Regions from separate parts of the Zea mays genome. Here region 1 is linked to region 2. Evidence: chromatin contacts called from public Hi-C data. All regions are on one chromosome and are shown on one strand. Each heading gives the region's core, a stretch centred on a gene start, on an enhancer-like site or on the middle of the called end of the contact. The rest is flanking DNA. Distances are from core to core; before and after follow the strand shown. Region 1 holds the start of LOC100284570. Region 2 holds the start of LOC542041 (m4 protein).

Region 1 (3,615 bases), core at 43-2,542, 330 kb before region 2:
GAAATTTGGGGAATGTCCACTTCGGAAATGGGCCTGTCCTACCCTCTCTTCCTCCACCCCACTGCTCCCTACGATCTCTTCCACGCTCCATTCCTCCACCCCGATCATCCCATCGAGGAGCACACATCTCTCGCTCAGAGTTTGTTTCGTTACCTTCCAAGTCCTTCGCCTGCAACTCCAGTCGCAGCTGTGCAATGGTTCTCTCGTTTTCCTCCATTTGTCGAGCCATCAGTGCTCGATCTTCCTCCGCTTTCTTCTGTCCAATCTCCATGGTTTCCATCTTCCAGTCAACCGCTCCACCGCCAGCATCATCCGCTCCCAACGCTCCTCCCTTTTTTGCTCCACGCCTGCCACTGCTTCTAGGATCAGCCACGTCTGAACGGATGGCTTCGTGGACGGCGCCGTGATGACCACCCTCCGAGGATCAACAGCTCCGATACCACTTGTGATGACCCTTGGCCACAGCGGCGGATCGCCGGGCGTGAGTTGCTTGCGGAACGACGACGACAACGCCGACGGGGACCAGGTGAGTTTGTTCAGGTATCTGTTTCTATTTTATTTCATATCCTCCTCTCAACAACTCATTACAGTATTTATAGATCTCGAATTCAACTACTAATACGGCTAATGCCCTGGATAATCCATCTATTACAGCCCAAAGAAATATTAATACGGCCCAAGCACTAATACCCGAAGAACTCAACTAATACTCCATACCTGCTGATCAATTCCACCATACTCGCCGACGCACCACCTTGGGTCATCACAGAGCATGAACAGAGATGTCAAATCCTCAAACGACAATTCCTAAACCTAGGCGATAAAGCCGATTCGGACTAGGGCGGAGGACACTGTTCAATGGTCGGAGCTAAATCTCTAGGAGACTAGGACGGACCGCGGGAAAGGGGGGAATCGGCACGAAATGGAAACCTATAAAATTACAAGACGGATAGTTGCTTACTTATCCCAGTTGATCTCCGTCTGGTGGAGCGACGGGATCTTGGCGGCCCTAGATGTTGTATCCATGGCCGCGCCGCTCAAATCCTCCCCTCCACCAATCCGCGACCCCCGAGGTGACAACCGAAGGGGGCGCCGGAGGCGTGACGTCGACTCGAATCGGCAAGAATGGCGGGCGGGCGAGCGGGCAGGCTGGCTGCGAGTGTGGTTGGCTTGCCCCCCGTTTTCTCTACCCACTTTCGTGCTCTTTTTGTCCACAACAACTCAGCAAGAACAGCGGAGAGAGCATGTGTTCCTTCCTCGCCTCTTCGGTTTTGTTGGAGGGCGTCGCCGCGTCGATGGCGTCAGCCGTCAGGACTTGGGGACGCTCCTTTCTTGGGCCCAAAGGCAAAATGAGAGAATAGTGCTTTTTCCTAACAGCGACATCGTTGTTGGGCTCGGAGGCCAAGCCCGTTTGCCTTTGCTTTATGACGAATGAACAGGTGAACTCGTTCCCTTCAGGCTTGAGTCCTTGACGCTGCAGTTTATACTGCTTCGTACTCGAATATTTGTGGTATGTTAGTTTATTTTTAAACTAATAAAATACAATAAATAAAAAATAAAGAAGGAATATAACCTTAACCAGTAAATTGTAGCTAGTATAGTGTCTGTATGTGGCTACGGTTTTTATTTATCATATATTTAAGTATAAAATATAAAACACAAAGACATGTGTGTTTGAAGCTACAACTATCATGTTAATCCTTGTTTATGTATAATTTTAGATTTTTTTATCAAGAGAAGAGAGAGGTAAACGAAAGGAGGATGATGGGAACCAATGCTTTATATAATAGAGACTAGTATAATGTCGTATTGTGTGTAAACCCTAAACAACGCATTAAGGAAGTTAGTTAGTTCTTATGTTACTTGGAAAATTATATTAAAATTTATTAAGTTGTGTTTTGTTGATGAGACATGCTAATTTAAACAAATGATATATATATATATATATATATATATATATATATATATATATATATATATATATATATATATATATATATAATGATAATAATTATTTTTATAAAATGGTGAATGCATTCATACTGAGAGACTTTTTATTTGTGCATTTGATTTGTGGCCAAAATTCATAATCAAGTTTGAATTTAAAATCTTGAAATTTGATAGGGGAATTGATTTAAATGGAAATAGGAAAACAGAAAAGAAAAAAAAGAAAGAGAATGAACCTACCTGGGCCGAAACACACCCTCTCGCCCATTACCTCACGCCATCCCCCGCGCGCCGACAGGTGGACCTGCATGGGCAGTGACTCGGTCCCTGTGGCCCTGGCACACGTGTGGTCACCATGCGCTGACGCACGGGCCCCGATGGGCAGCCCCTCGTGCAGTGTTGTGGCTGGCACATGGGACCCACCTGTCAGTTGCTCTCGCTGAGCATGTCGAATCCCTCTTTTGCTTGGACCTACCAAACCGTATCGCAGCGCGCTTGCTGGGCCTCTAGCGCGTGGGGCTGTTCGGTTAGACTACCTCTAACAGGGACCTGTAAATGGTTCTGTCCTCTAAAATATAGAGGATGCATGCAACTTTTTGTCTTCAACAAGAGACTGTAAAGAATCCTCTAAATTTTAGAGCACGCCATGCATCCGCTAGAAATAGAAGACGTACGGTTCTACTCTATACACTGTGCTTATTTATTGTGTTTGCTCGTTCACGTGCACATGACTGGTAAAAATCAATATAGAATGTGAAATATAGTACACTGTTGATATAGAGGATGAAATTTAGAGGACATTGCTGGAGATGGAGAAAATATAGAGAACCGAATCTTTTAGAGAGTATTGTAAAGGACAGAGAATATTCTTTTAGAGGACGAAATTTAGGGGACGTTGCTAGGGACAGTCTTAGGCCCCCTGTACATATTCCCCATAACAACTCAGCCGCAATGAGCGCCGCCGCCGCGCGATTCTAGCTAGCCGGGTGCAACCGACCTAGCTGGACTATAAACCTGTGCGCCTGGTATTCCTCCCCTCCTTTTTTCCTTGAGTAGACCCAATACACATCACGACGCCGAGAGAGAACAGGGAGCCAGGGTGGGGGGAATCGACCCCCGTGAGCCATCCCTGCCTCGCCATCGTTGCGGCCTCGGTTGGCACTTGCGGGTTGTCAGCGAGGGATCATAGAAGAGCCCTCGGGACTCATTCGTGCATGGGCGGTCTTGCGTGGCCAAAATTGCTCATCGGGGCAAGGAATTCGTCGCCGTCTGCTTGTTGTTGTGGACAGGGATCTTCACAGCACCGTTTCTAGTAAGACAATTTCCATTGCATTCGCCTTTCCCTAGGGTTCGTGTAGATGCCCTCGGTTTCACTTTTGAGGCACTGACGCATCAGACCGGTGGGCTCAATGGAGTTCTCTGCTACGGGCGGATATCGCCGCTGCGTTCGACCGGCACGAGGATGGAGATGAGTGCTGGGCCGTGTGATGTGTAGGGGACGGCTCGGATTAGATCCAGGTAACGCTTCGGGATTGACTGTAATGGACCGTCCGATCTGATCGAATGGTTAGGATTGAAGCGCGCCTCCATTAAACCTCGGTCATAGATTTCGGAATGCACGACTATGATTAGATTGCCCTAGAACCAAACCGGGACGGTTGAATCGCG
Region 2 (3,620 bases), core at 1,103-3,602:
TAAGCGGGAGTGGTTGGCCAGAAAGCGTGCAAAATGAGTTTGCGGTATGGCCGTATTTATACGCTCGGTGCGTTGAAAGTTGAAAGACCCCACTTGTCATTGAATGTTGCTATTCTAGCATAGGGAAGGTGTTTTTTCGGACCTTCGGCGTAAAGCCTTCGTCCATATCGCAATCTAAATTTATTATTTCTAACAAATTAATATTGCGAGGGGCTACTGTTGGGGACCTTCGGCGTCCGAAGGTCCTCAAAAACATAATTTAACAATGTTTCTGGAGTATAAATGTCTGAACAGGTATCTTCGGACTCGTATCAGAAAGGGAGAAGCTCAAAAGATACGAAGGTTGACACAGCGCCGAAGCTGTGAAGCAGTAAAGCTTCGGCATGTTCGCAGAAGAGGGAACCGACTTAAAGATGAAAAGGCCATTTAGACCTCGATAGATTGCTATGGAATTATCACCAAATGTAAAGGGCATGTATGTAATTTTGTATGGGATGTACCCCGTGCCTATAAATAGGTGAACAGTACTCCCGTACTGTTCACGTTGACTTGGCATTTGCTTTTGCGTCACACTTGTATTTTCATCTCCTTCCAAGCCGAAGGTACATCTATAATTCAATATTGTCTCTATTTCTCTATGATGAGTTAATAAAGTTAGATGAATAATGTTATATGATTATTTATGCTATCTTTTATGTTTCATATGCCTCGTCTTTTACTAATGTATGCTGTATTGATGAAGGTTAGTCCTTCATGACCTTCGTCCGGAGATCGTTATATCCTAAGGGAAATAATGCTTCAAAGGACGAAGGACCTTAATGTTTAACATTTTCTGTGTTGCCTTGTTCTTAACTCATAGCATTTGAGAACAAGTCTCCAACAATATTCCTTTTTTCTATTAGAAATTAATAATTCAAAGCTAACGAACCTCTATCAAACAAGCAGTCAGGTCGCGGCCAATCACGGTCATGGGTGGATTGGGCCTGGGTGAGGTAGGCCGTAGGCCCGTAGCAGCGAACGGCTCTGATAGCACTGTTGCTGTAGACCTGTAGCCGCCGCATCGTGCTCGTGCAGCAGCAGCAGGACTGCAGGAGACACAGGTGTCCCGCATTGGCCCGTCCCCGTCGTGGCCTGGCCGCTGCCGTCGGACCGGCCCAAAAGTGGGCGGCCCCTTGCTGCGTCAGCCCGCCCCACGCGTTGTCCGCCTCTCCGGACTGCGAAAAGTGACCGAGCCGGGAAACCAGGCGACCAGTTGCTGCCCCTTCCCCGTTTTGCCCAAACATTACCCCGCAGACTTCATCACGTGCACGGCGTACGGTGCGCTTAAAAAAGCAAAATAAAAATAAAAACCCCGACGAGCCGCATACTCCAAACAATCTGATATCTTTAATGCTTGGGCACCGCTGCACGTGGCACCAGCACGGCCGTGCAAATTAATTTGAAAGCAAAACATTCCGATACAAAAAATGACAACAACGAATCTAGTTAGATCTATTTAAAACAATACCTCCATTCTCGAATATTTATCGTCCACTAGTTCAGTTTTTAACGCGCGCGACAAATAAAAAAGAACTAAGAAAGTATACTACTCCACTACCATCCTAATGCCTACTTTGAGTAATCTAGTATTGATCCTAATCCATATGTATTAAGGTGGTTTGCAGTATAACTTAAACTAATTTACATATAATCCACCTCAACACATATGGATTATGGTCAATACTAGAGTATCCAAACAAAGCTTAAGGATTGTTTGGTTTCTAACTATTTTTTAATCCATCCATTTTATTTTATTTTAGACCCTAAACTAATAAATACGATAACTAAAATAGAACCCAAACACCCATAGAGACTAAACACCCCCTAAAACAAGTCTTGTTCTCATATGTTAGAGTCAAACGTTTTTATTTTTAATAAAACATATAAAAATAACACTAATAGTTTTAATATATAAATAGAATTAATAGATGGAGCGTTGGTTTTTTTGTGTAATAAATTTATTCGAAGATACTACTGCTAATACTTTGGTCGAAAATAAATGTTATAGCGATATTCATTATAGCTACCAGTAGTCGAGTGGAGTAGATAGAAACAAAAACAGATAATAGCTGCTGCCTGCCAGCATCTTGTCGTCATTACTTCATGCCAGGCAAGGTGTGTGAGAGAAGCCGGTTTCGACCGTACGAGGAAAGACCCTGGCAGCGGGCCCTTGCGATGAGAGATGCCGTGGGGCCAGGTGGGCCCGGGCACGCCGCATCGGCCAATGCCAGTTCGACAGCGGCGGCGGGGAAACCATCCCGGTTTCGCTATACCCCCTCCCCCTCCGATCCGTCGCGGCAGCGCTCATCACCGCTTTAAATCCGCCTCCTCCCAGCGTCTCCCTCCTCCCGGCCTGTCCCCTCACCTCCCTCCCCCTATCTCTCCACCGCCGCAGCTAGCTGCGACGTCATGCACTCGCCGGCGCCACCGCCACCGCATACTATCTACAATTAGCCAGCCGTAGGCTTACCTATCCTGTGTCAAGCAAGCCTCTCGCAAGCAACAAGGAAGGAAGCTAGCTAGTTTTATAGCTGCTGTCGGCGGCGGCGGCTGAAGCGACGTGCCTGAGCTAGGATTTAGGTTGAGATCAGGAGAGGGAGAAGGCGGCGGCGATGGGGCGCGGGAAGGTGCAGCTGAAGCGGATCGAGAACAAGATCAACCGCCAGGTGACATTCTCCAAGCGCCGCTCGGGGCTACTCAAGAAGGCGCACGAGATCTCCGTGCTCTGCGACGCCGAGGTCGCGCTCATCATCTTCTCCACCAAGGGCAAGCTCTACGAGTACTCTACCGATTCATGGTACGCTCTCGGCCCCCTCCGTTGCTTACGTTTCGACACTGCCCGCTGCGTGCTGCCCCATTTCCAAGCTGTTTGAAACTATGAATTGAGGTGATGCGTAATTATCTCTGTTCGAATTTGTTGAGAATTTTTGGAATTATGGTTATTGGGTAGACAGACGTACAGCTCTGGTTATGTGTAGATGAATCGAAGAGGCGTGTAGCGTGTCCCGTTCGTGCGCGCGCTATATATATACGGGGTAATTTTATGCTCCGCTTTCGCTGGTATGGCGTTGGTACTGCTCTGTTTGGGGGAAATTTTTGCTGCCATGCTGCATGTGCTAATTGCTTGACTAACTTGACTTCTCCGCAGAACACCAATACTATACATCTCATCTCGCCCTTATTCTGCACATCTCATCTTGTACTCAGCACCCTTAATCTGCGACTGGGGAAGTGGGGATTATATGGAGAGGAGTATAGTTTCTGTAATTTGGATTTTTCTCATCCAGGCCTGGCAGCATCAGTATTATTTAGGTTGCTGCTGCCTCGTTTCTTCGCCGAAGTGCTACTTAATTTGTGTGACTATTTCTTCGTTCTTACATTTTTTCTTCTTTCTGTGCCCCTTTTCTGATTGGCGCTACTTGTGGGCGCTCCCCATGGTATGGAGATACATGGAATCGTCAACTGCCACAAGCAACTATGCTAGCTTGTCTTTACTCTTTGCTGATGACTGACGATGCTGAGTCTGAACCCTGGTAGGACACGCTCATATCGAAAGCCCATGCTGCACTTAAGTTTGTACG

What was found. Hi-C and Micro-C count contacts between places; a contact is called where the count stands out from the background.
Region 1: a Hi-C map of ear shows a contact between it and region 2, with 2.4 times the contacts expected there. The contact joins the promoter of LOC100284570 here to the promoter of LOC542041 in region 2. A contact is called at or near these places in 2 of 25 Hi-C or Micro-C datasets (ear and tassel).

Annotation. Positions count from the first base shown.
Region 1 is chr1:284,210,890-284,214,504 of Zm-B73-REFERENCE-NAM-5.0, reverse strand. It overlaps LOC100284570, which reads right to left and starts at 1,292. Exons shown (of 6, transcript NM_001370665.1): 1 at 962-1,292. The coding sequence starts at 1,026.
Region 2 is chr1:283,877,988-283,881,607 of Zm-B73-REFERENCE-NAM-5.0, reverse strand. LOC542041 (m4 protein) reads left to right here and starts at 2,352. Exons shown (of 8, transcript NM_001111681.1): 1 at 2,352-2,836. The coding sequence starts at 2,652.